Regions from separate parts of the Sus scrofa genome. Here all the other regions are linked to region 4. A link is a contact called in public promoter capture Hi-C and targeted proximity ligation data. All regions are on one chromosome and are shown on one strand. The core of a region is the stretch at or near the end of the contact, and the rest is flanking DNA. Distances in the headings are between cores, read along the strand shown.

Evidence for each region. Promoter capture Hi-C pulls out the DNA fragments that hold promoters and counts their contacts.
Region 1: a contact with region 4 is called in a targeted proximity ligation map of alveolar macrophages. A contact is called at or near these places in 3 of 5 promoter capture datasets (fetal liver, fetal skeletal muscle and liver), 16 of 47 Hi-C or Micro-C datasets (blood, brain, embryonic fibroblasts and 10 more) and 2 of 2 datasets of targeted methods (alveolar macrophages and skeletal muscle).
Region 2: a promoter capture Hi-C map of fetal liver shows a contact between it and region 4, with 7 times the contacts expected there. A contact is called at or near these places in 1 of 5 promoter capture datasets (fetal liver), 6 of 47 Hi-C or Micro-C datasets (fibroblasts, heart right ventricle, liver and 2 more) and 2 of 2 datasets of targeted methods (alveolar macrophages and skeletal muscle).
Region 3: a targeted proximity ligation map of alveolar macrophages shows a contact between it and region 4. A contact is called at or near these places in 3 of 5 promoter capture datasets (fetal liver, fetal skeletal muscle and skeletal muscle), 8 of 47 Hi-C or Micro-C datasets (adipocytes, alveolar macrophages, embryonic fibroblasts and 4 more) and 1 of 2 datasets of targeted methods (alveolar macrophages).

The regions. Positions count from the first base shown.
Region 1 is chr3:71,888,618-71,891,317 of Sscrofa11.1, reverse strand. No RefSeq gene overlaps it. Among named protein-coding and RNA genes, the nearest start is that of TGFA, 58 kb to the left of the region's middle.
Region 2 is chr3:72,543,924-72,546,623 of Sscrofa11.1, reverse strand. It overlaps MXD1 (max dimerization protein 1), which reads left to right and starts at 1,322. Exons shown (of 7, transcript XR_002342619.1): 1 at 1,322-1,642; 2 at 2,376-2,475.
Region 3 is chr3:71,851,811-71,854,510 of Sscrofa11.1, reverse strand. No RefSeq gene overlaps it. Among named protein-coding and RNA genes, the nearest start is that of TGFA, 95 kb to the left of the region's middle.
Region 4 is chr3:72,197,374-72,200,073 of Sscrofa11.1, reverse strand. It overlaps SNRPG (small nuclear ribonucleoprotein G), which reads right to left and starts at 1,352. Exons shown (of 4, transcript XM_003125052.4): 1 at 1,199-1,352. The coding sequence starts at 1,230.

The DNA.
Region 1 (2,700 bases), core at 103-2,602, 310 kb after region 4:
GTGGCTGTGATGTAGGCAGGCAGCTGCAGCTCCAGTTCGAACCCTAGCCCGGGAACTTCCATATACTGCATGTGTAGCCATAAAAATAAAAAAAAATAATTAAGAATAAGTAATTTAAAAAGAGGAACATTTCCAGGTGCCCAGGGGGCAGAAAGATGGGATCTGGAAACATGGGACCCCATGGTGCACAGAAAACAGGACATGCTTTGCTGTGACCAGGCATGAACTGAAAGGTGGGGCTGGGCAACTGGGGCAGGAAAGGTTGGTGGAGCACCTCAGGCCAGAGTGGGGAGACCCCAGGGAGCCTGGATCCTCCCCACCTCTACCAAGTGGGGGCCTGGTGACTCTCTGTCTCCGAGATTTGCTGAATCTGGGTCCATGGAGCTTTTAACCCTGCTGGAGCCTGGAGAAAGTGTTGCCTAAGAGGTGGCAGAGCTGCTAGAAGAGCACCTGCAGGATGTTGCACCTCTGCCACCTGGGTCAGCAAAAATGGGAGGGTTTCTCACAGCTCAGCCGACCCCCAGAGGGTGGCTAGGCTTGAGTATCTTTCAGGTAAAGGGACTTCGGTGCCATTTGCTGAGGGGTGGGGAACCACCTGAGACTGGGAACTTGCATGGGCAAGGCTTTATTGGTCCAAGGCAGGACAGCATTGGGGGGTCTGCCCCACAGAGGTCACCAGGGACCCATAAGTGACACCTACTTTTCTAGTAGCAACACCTGCAAAGGGACCATAAGAGGGACATCTCCCCTCAGAGCTTGGGCTCAGAATGAGAGGGGGTGGGGGGTACTTATGGGCCTCATCCCTCACCCCAGGCTACCCTTGTCTCCAAGCTGCCAGGACCAAAACTTTAGCCTGCCCTGGAGTTTTCAGTACAGGAGTGAGATTCTTTTAATCATGAAAAGTAGTTAAAAAAAAAAAGAAAAGAAAAAGAAAAAGAGAGAGATCTGGAGTCTTGACAAACTGCCAATAGGAAAGCTGCTACACAGTGGGTAAAGGATGTATGAAAGGGTACACAGCTGGAGAGCTGTTATGGAGAAAAATAAAAATACTTCATGTCTTTACCCCAATGAGCTGAACTTTCTCAATAAATGGAGTGTTTGGTCGACATTTGCTGGTGGCTAATTGATGCTGATGAGAGAGATGGTTACACAGCACGGCCACTGCAGTACTTCTTAAAAGTCGTCTCCCCTCCCCGACAGCTGCTCAAACTCCCCATCTTCTTCCACCACCCCCTAAGCCTTTTTCCTCCCTGTGTTTTCTCCTGTAAAGCAATCTACCTCTCCCATCGGCTCATCCCCACCCACCAAACCTGTCTTGCGGAGACCTGACCTCAGCAGGCTGAGTCACGCCTGCATCATAGCTGGTGTCAAGGTCTGCATCCCACTTCCGGTCCCAACCCCATGGTTCCCTGAGGGGAGCTGCTTTCTCTTCCGCTTTCTGAATTGGATTCCCCAACAGCAAGAAATCAGGCTTCCTGGGCAAATCTTAAGTTTGCTCACGCCCTTGACCATTAATTGTTCCTGGGTTTTACCTGAGCCAGCTGTTCCTGCCTTTGCAAACAGCGCCCTGGTGTGCCCTGGCATGAACTGCTGCAGGAGCCCTGAGGTCCTGACCGCAGGCCCTGTCCCCATTCCCCTTCCCCTTGACACACAGTGGTGAGCTCTGAATTCCTGCACGTCTCGGCTTTGCTGTAGAGCCTTTCTAGGGTTGGCAGGCATCCTGCCAGAGCTGGCTCTGTGGCTTTGTGCCCACAGGTAATTATTAGGGGCGGGCTCTGTGCACCCTCTTAACCTCCTCTACTTCCAGCCCTGGGGGTCCGCCACCCCGGCAGCCTTTGGAGGAGTATCTGACCGCAGGATGGACGTGTGTGGTACAGCAGGGGGTCTGCTTGGTGGCTGGTCCCGCCATGACCTTCTGCTCTCCCGTGGCCAAACTGGGGTTCTGAATATGTCCAGTCATGTCAGCCACAGACCTCCTCATCCATGAAAGGATCCAATATCTGTGGGAACTGTGCTTTTATATACAATACTGAGCAAGTACTAATTCTCAGCCTGTACTTTCTGACAGACTTAAACTCAGCCTTGCGTATATAAAGCCACACAGGTGTGGTTCTCCATTTCACAGATCTGGACTCTTTGGACCCTAAAATTTCCTGTGGCACCCTCCCCCAATTCTAATTCGGAACCAGAATTTCAGGTTGCAGAATATCCCCTGAAACCAGGCAGGGCCGTGTGGGTTCCTGGGCACACAAGCCTTTCTGTGTCCCCCATTTCTTGTTTTTAGGGAATAAACCTGAGCCTCCATGACCCTCCCAGAGTTCCAACTCAGATCCTGAGTTGCTGTGGCTGTGGTGTAGGCCAGCAGCTACAGCTCTGATTTGACCCCTACCCTGGCAATTTCCATATGCCGTGGGTATGGCCCTAAAAAGCCAAAAAAAAAAAAAAAAAGGAATATGGATAACAATATCTTTGAGTTCTTCTGCTGAGCTAAACCCCTCAACAAATGGAAGATGTTAATAAAGTGGTCTTTATTCCAGGAAAGAAGACCACCAGACCACTGAACACTAGCTTGGAAAGCAAAGCAAGCTTGCCTCTACCCTGATCCTTATCTGTGGCCCTATTTTTTACTCCCCAAACTATAAACTATTTTTCTCCTTCACCCCAAATCTTGTGTCTGCATTTCTGTTTGGCACTGGGAGC
Region 2 (2,700 bases), core at 73-2,572, 350 kb before region 4:
ATTAAGGATTAGGATAATGTAGGTAATTTACCTCACACGTATAAGCTATTGTTTTCATATACTGACAACAATAAACTTTTTTTTAAAAGCTTTGTTAAATATGTTCATGCTTCACTCATTTCTACCTTCAGGATTCTCAATTTACCAACAGTTTTATTTCTGCTTTTTAAAATGGAGATATCTCAGGAATCGTCATAGGTTTAGGGAACAATTCTTCAAGTTTTTTATGTACATTTATATTGGTACCACCCCCAACACAAACACCGTTTATAGCCGTCTCGAAAAGGAAGTATTCTTTTGAACGTTTTCGTCTAGAAAAGGGAAGATATTTATGAAAGAATCTCAGGATTCCACGTCAACCTGCAGGTATAGGAAGTTTCCGAGCTTTTAAAACCCACTCGCGTGAGGAAGTAATTAGCAGCACCTGCGGCGAGGGTCGTGCCTTTGGAGAGGCCAGCGCTGCATGCAGCTGCCCCATTCCAGCACTTGAGAAGAGAAAAGGCTGGGCGGCGAGCATTTAACAGGAGACAGGCTTTTCCCCTCAAGCCCAACAGCCACGTGGCGCCTGGCAGAGTCTCAGGCCCACCGCCCTGTTCTCGGGCTGCGGGCCGCTCCCTTCAGGGGATTCTCTGCGGTGCCCTCAGCCGCCCAAGTCCCAGGACGTCTGGAACCTCTGGGTCGCTGTCGGCGGACCCAGGGACCCGGCCCCGAACCGGAGCGGGACACAGCGCCCAGGTGACGCTCGGCGCCACCTTCCACTTGAGGGTTGCCCAGCAGGTCCTCGAAACTTTTCCCCGGAGACAGGTCTCGGCAACAGGCGGAGCCGGGTGGAGCCGCGCCCCGGGGCAGCCGGTGAATCAGCGCGGCTTGCGGCGCCGGGGTCAGCCCTTCCAGCCAAAGCCAGATCCGGGGAGGAGTAGCCGGGCTGCTGACCACCACCCGTTCAGGGTTCGCTGGCCTGGGGAAAGGCGACGTCATCATAGCTGGGCGGTGTCGGAAGGCTCCCCCAATGGGAGACAGGCAAAGTGGCTTGCTTTCTGTACCTCTTGGCCAATACTAACAAAGCAGAAGGGGCCCCGGTTGTCAGTATAGAACCAATGGAAAACAGGGAAGGAGCACAAGGCGGAGTTGCGAGTCCTGTCACCAATTGGGAAGAGGGGGTGGAGCCCGGGCCTTGTCAAGCGTGACCAACCAACAAGAGGAGTGGACTCTGGGGGGCGGGGCCGTGATTCCCTCCCCCAATCGCACAAGGCCATGGGCGGGGCATTCTCTGGGGTGCCCAATGAGGAACGCAGCCGAAGCGGGCCTGTCAAGAGAAGGGGCTGGGGGCGGGGGGACGGTGAGTCGGGATAAACACTCCGCGGCGGTGGCGGCTGCTGCTCTTCTCTGGGTTCTGTCAGTGTCGGCGGTGCCCAGCTCACCGGTCCCCTCCCCCTTCTGGCGAGCGTGGTCGCAAGAGAGGCTCTCTCAACCCTGCTCTGCCGGGTCCTCAGTGGGGCGCGCGTGTCCGGCGGCGGCAAACCCGTGGGCAGTGGGGGTTGGTCCCGTGGCTCCGGCCCCCGGTGCAGAATGGCGGCGGCGGTTCGGATGAACATCCAGATGCTGCTGGAGGCGGCGGACTACTTGGAGCGGCGGGAGAGAGGTGCACGGGGACGTGAGGGGTCCGGCCAGAGCAGGGGCCGGGGGCTCTGAGAGGCCTGGCTGAGGGTCTGGGCGCCCGGCCGCTCCGGGGGTGGTTGGAGGAGCTGAGAGCGCGACCGCGAGCGCTCCCAACCCCTCCAGCTCTCCCCACGCGCGGTCCGAAAGGAGGCCGCCACTGCCCAGAGGCAATGAATGGGGGTGGAAAAGGGGCTGCTGTCCCCGGGGTCCTGAGCGTCGCCCCCTCCCCACCCCGTAGCGAGTGTGGTGCCTGGGGTTCCCTCAGCCAGGGCCGTCCCGGCCGGCCCTCAAGTGGACCTGGCTCCGGGTATCCCAGCCGGAGGGGCAGCGCCTCCCCTGTCCCCCATCCTCCTTTTCCGGCTCTGAGTCCCGGTGTTCACCCTGCCCCTTCGCCTGAGGCTGGTCCCACTTACTACACACCAACCTGCTGGACGCTGCCAATGGGAAACCCAGGCTCCATGGGACTTGCTGTGTCTTTCTCAACAATGAGCAGCTGGAATGCTCCTTCCACCTGCTCCGAACTGAGGGTATTCACACTCAATTTAAAAAGGCAATCATTGTTCTGAGAATTCCACCTTGTTCCGTTTTATTATTTCCACAATATTCTATTAATGAGAAATACATCAATTTCTCATTAAATAATCAATTTCTCAGGGAGGGGAGAGAGTATTGAACGTTCTGGGCTCATTCATTAACTGGATCCTCCGGTTTTCTAGAAGCTGAACATGGTTATGCCTCCATGTTACCATACAATAACAAGGACAGAGATGCCTTAAAACGGAGGAGCAAATCCAAGAAGAACAACAGCAGTAGCAGGTAATTTGGTAAATATTTCCCTTTCTCTTTTAGATTATACTGCGGATGATACAAATTGCAGAATGGAAGTGATAGCCCTGTAAATGAAGTGGTATTCAGGCTCAGTCATGTCCACATGCTCTTAAGGCACTGGAGGAAGCCCTTCTGTTTGGGTTGAAAGGACTAAAAAGAAGAAAAGGAAAATGTTCTCTCTGTCCTTATGAACTTTTTTTAAACTTAATTTTG
Region 3 (2,700 bases), core at 186-2,685, 350 kb after region 4:
GAATGTGGCCAACCGCCCCCCCCCCCGAAAAAACAAAAAAGGGGAGGAGTTCCATTGTGGAGCAGTGGAAATGAATCGACTAGTATCTATGAAGACACGGGTTGCATCTCTGGCCTTACTCAGCGGGTTGGATCCCTGGCCTTGCTCAGTGGATTAAGGATCCAGTGTGGCTGTGAGCTGTGGTGTAGGCAGGCAGCTGTGGCTCCGAGTCAACCCCTAGCCTGGGAACTTCCATGTGCCAAGGTGTGGCGCTAAAAAGCAAAAAAAAAAAAAAAAAAAATGGGGGGAGATAATGACAAGCACAACAACAACAACAATAATAGTATCCTTTCGAAGTGCTTGCTGATGCCAGATATTGTGTGAGGACTGTGTCTACCTTATCCCAGGGAGCCCACACAGTACCTCAGGGGGCAGGTACTACTATGGAGCCCATTTTGCAGATGAGAAAACTAAGGCCTGGAGCATATAATTGACTGCTGGTAAGTAGAGATGCTGGCATGTGAACGTAAGCCTTCCGGCTGCAAAGCCAAGGTATATAGGCTGATAAGAAAATCTAGGGAGAAATTCCATCAGTATGCAGAAGAGTTTGGGGAAGTTCCAATAATACCCCAAAGGAAGAAAGAGTTTGGGGACCAGAGTTCCAGCCAAGCCACCATCCTGCCTTCCACCTCAGGCTGCAGGCTATTGCACCTCTGGTCCATCCCTGCTCCTGGGGCTTATGTAAGATTTAGTCAGCTTTCCAGTGGCTTGATGATGTGGGAGGAACAGCATAAAATGTCCTAGAATAAAATGTTATTCAGTTCTTTCCAAACCCCCACGGGCTTCTGAATCCTTCAAGTCCAGGAAAGTCAAACCACTCTAGCCTTAATCAGTTCTTAATCTTCAAAGTGGGAAGAAGATAAATCTGTGGGTTGCTTTTTACCCTTGCCCAGGGTGTGAGAAACATCTGAAGGTGGGAAAAAAAAATGGAGGGTCAGCTGTACAGTGTCTTTTCTGCTTTTGCTACGGAAAAGGTGATTGATTTTGTAATTAATGATGGTCCCCTTTTGATGAGTGACGTCGGGAGTTCACAGCTTCAGTGCCTGTGAATAGCCAGCCGCAAGAGAGCGCTCCAGGGCCGGCCGTGCCGCCCGCCGTGGGAAAGGCAGTCCCTCCAAATCCCCGGTGTTCTCAATTCTTCCTCCTCCCGGTGGGTACCCTGGGCACCATGCTGGATACTGCAGAGGATGGGGCCCCCTGCTGGGTGCCAGGCCATAGGAGCCCATACTTGAAGGACGAGGTGAAGAGTAGGAAGCGAGCATACAAACACAGGATGGTTGAGACCCAGGATAGTGTCCTGGAATCCCAGCACGGAAGGCTGGTGGCACACTCAGGGCAATGGGGCATGCCCAGTCATTGAAGGATCTGACAGCTCTGAAGCAGGGACTGGGATTCATGTGGCCGAGGGCGCCCCCTGGAGGCCACAGGGCAGTGCAAAGAGCCTGGAAAGGGCCCGAGCTTCTTGAAACTTGGTGACAGGTCACAACCAACTCAGTGGGCCAAAAGGCACACACATGTTATTTTTAACTTTTTGTCCATCTTCCTATAGAAAACAAACAAAAAACACAAAACCCTGCTGCCTATTGAATGTTCTATGTAGTTAGTGAGAATTGAAAACATGAAGCAAGTTTTCTTCAAAAGTTAATGTGTTGATTGTTATAAAGGTCAAAGGCAATTTGTTTGTTTGTTTTTTGGGGGCCGTACCCTGGACCATGGAGGTTCCCAGGCTAGGGATCTAATCAGAGCTGTAGCCGCCGGCCTACACCAGAGCCACAGCAACGCCGGACGGTCCCCTTTTGATGAGAGACGTCAGGATCATTAACTCACTGAGCAAGGCCAGGGTCGAACCCCCGTCCTCATGGATGCTAGTCGGGTTCGTTTACCACTGAGTCTGGGGGTCTTTGCCTGTTGGGGATCCGGCATTGCCGTGAACTGTGGTGTAGATCACAGATGCGGTTTAGATATGGCGTTGCTGTGGCTGTGGCATAGGCCAGTGGCTACAGCTCCCATTAGACCCCTAGCCTGGGACCCTTCTTATGCCGCGGGTGCAGCCCTAAAGGGACAAAAGACAAAAACAAAGACAAAAACAAAAAAAAACACCTTAGGGGGATTAAAGCGCTGGTGGCCTGGGTCTGTTGGCTGGAAAGGACAAGGCCCCTGAGCAGAGTGCAGCTGGTGCCCCCACAAGGGTCCTAGGACTGGCGAGGGCAGAGGCTGGATGCTCCACTGGACCCAGCTCCCCGGCCTGGGGTGGAGCCTTTGGGAACCAGTGGAAAGCCCTTGACCTCTGTGGGGACTGGGCCAGTGTGGGAGCCTCAAGGCAGCTGTAGTCAAGTGATGCCAGAGTGTGTGGGATCCATTTTCACAGCTGTGTTTGCAAAAATCCACAGCACAAGTGGATTCATGTCACTCCAGGTGTCTTCCTCATGTTTGTAGGCAAGGTGTCCCCCTGGGTGCTAGGACAATTCTAGATAGAGGCGGCTGAGGGAGGCCTCGAGAGGGCAAGGCTGGCCTTTCTTCCCACATGATTATATGTAGAACAATCGATGGCCAGAAAATCAGAGGCATGGTCACATCTGTACCCCAAGCTTAGTCATGGGGCCTGGGTGACATTAACAGTCCAGTGGGGTTACAGGCCCAGACCTAGAGGCCAGGGCAGCA
Region 4 (2,700 bases), core at 103-2,602:
ACAGAATTATATTAAAAGCAGACGGAAGATATAAAAATGCAAAAAAAAAAAAAGATTTCGGGCCTCGTGGGTGGCATGCGGAAGTTCCTGGGCTAGGGACTGAACTTGAACCACAGCAGTGCCATGTTGGATCCTTAACCGGCTGAGCCACGAGGGAACTCCAAAAAAAGATGGTAAGGAAGAAAAAGTTAAAAGTCATTTTGGAGGTAGACCTGGCAGGATCTCACAATTATTGAAATCTACATATAAGAAAAGAAAGGTAATTAAAAACTCTCATTAATATCTTAAGAATCAAAAAGGAAATCTTACCAAGAACACCCCCCCAACAAAAGAGCCTTCTCTAATTAGAGAAAAATGAATGTTCTCACGCATTCCAGTTAACAGAGCAAAATATCACACATTCAAGTTCAACCTAAGTGCAAGAAATTAAGAAAAAAGAACGGGATTTCTTTTTTTTTTTTTGTCTTTTTGCTATTTCTTTGGGCCGCTCCCGCGGCATATGGAGGTTCCCAGGCTAGGGGCTGAATCGGAGCTGTAGCCACTGGCCTACACCAGAGCCACAGAAACGCGGGATCCGAGCCGAGTCTGCAACCTACACCACAGCTCACGGCAACGCCGGATCCTTAACCCACTGAGCAAGGGCAGGGACCGAACCCGCCACCTCATGGTTTCTAATCGGATTCGTTAACCACTGCGCCACGACGGGAACTCCCAAGAACGGGATTTCTAAGTTAAAGCTCAAAGGAACCACCAACACACTAAGATGAAGGCAGCTTTTGAATTTCTCATATACCATCAAAACAATTCCATTCCATCCACCTCCTTAGTTCCTTACAGAATTACTGTCCAACCACCTTATCTCGAACGTGATGCTACTCAAGGCGTTCAGCTAACTGTGGTATTCAAGATCTTTAAGTAACGAAGGATCGAGTGCCAGAGACCCGGCCAGGAACTCCGGCCTGGGAGGCAAACCTGCAGACGGAGGGGCCTTTACGTCTTTGAAAAGCATGCCCACCAGGCCGAAATACAACATTTGCGCGGGATGCAGGCCCGGAAACGTGGGACGGTGGCCCGGATCGCGGCGGCAGCCAGTGGCAATAAGCACGGCAGACACACTCTCCGGAAATGGCTGGGGATCCAAGGAACTCAAGGCCTACAAAGAAGCCGCCATTTATGCGCGGCCCTCATGCATACTTACTTCTTCAACTCCGGCGGGTGAGCTTTGCTCATGATGCCTACTCCGCGAACTCAAAGAAACCTCCAAACGGAATTCGTGTTCTCCCTCACGCTCCAGCGGTAGGCCCGGTGCTTTGCGTCTGACGTCACTGATCCCGTTAGCCAATTGATTGTTGGCCGCTTTCACGTTTCACGTCGCGATACTTAGGAAAATCCTGAGCTCGCAGATCAGTCCCAAGCTTCCGTTGTGTCGCCAGGGATTGGCTAGAGCGGAGGGGTGGGGCCTCCAGTCTTTATATTCCTCTTTGTAATTGGGTTGCTGTTCCTGCCTCTAGCATTTGAAGGACGCTGGTTAACTCATTGTCTTTGTGGGTTGCAAAGTTGTCTTGACGCTACCAGATGAAAATAAGCTCTGGAGGGGTAGGCTCCTAAAAATTTCTTTGGCATGTGTGTGCATACTTCCATGTGTTGTTCTTCCCTTTGTTGTCCTCTGCAAACACTGCGGTTTTTTTTTTTTTGGTCTTTTTAGGACCGAACCCTCCGCATATGGAAGTTCCCAGGCTGTGGGTCAAATCTGCGCTGCAGCTGCTGGCTTTTGCCATAGACAAAGCAACGCTGGATTCTTAACCTACTGAGCGAGGCCAGGAATCAAACTAGTATCCTCATGGATACTAGTCCGGTTCTTAACTCCCTGAGCCACATCGGGAACTCGTTTTTTTTTTTTTTTTAATTTAGCAAATTGAAGGTTTGAGGCAGCCCAGAGTCCAGCAAATCTCCCAGCGCCATTTTCCCAAGAGCATTTGTTCACTTTGTGTCTGTGTCATTTTGATAATTCTTACAGTATTTCAAATTTTTTCATTACTGTATTCGTTATGGTGATCTATGATAGGTAATCACACTAAGAAAAAAAAAATCTTGTGACTTGCTTTGAGGTATTTGCTTCACTGTTGAACCTGTGGTATTTTAGTATTCCCACAGGATGTCATGCTACAACTAAGGTTCTAGTAACAGCTCAGTTAACGACCTCTGCACCAAAGGAATAGAGTGAGGGGGCCTCAGTTTCCAAAAATTTTAATCTAGAGGAGTTCCCGTCGTGGCGCAGTGGTTAACGAATCCGACTAGGAACCGTGAGGTTGCGGGTTCGGTCCCTGCCCCTGCTCAGTGGGTTAACGATCCGGCGTTGCCGTGAGCTGTGGTGTAGGTTGCAGACATGGCTCGGATCCCGCGTTGCTGTGGCTCTGGCGTAGGCCGGTGGCAACAGCTCCGATTCGACCCCTAGCCTGGGAACCTCCATATGCCGCGGGAGCGGCCCAAAGAAATAGCAAAAAGACAAAAAAAAAAAAAAAAAAAAAAAAAATTTTAATCTAGAGGTCATAAGTATATTCCCCACGGACAGTCCTGCAATGCTTCCAAAACCCCACTTAACTGTACCTTGCCCCTCTATATAAAGTATGAAGAGCAGCACACAGATGATTTCTAAAATATTGATTTTCAAGTCGAAAGGTGTAAAAAATGGTCTGATTT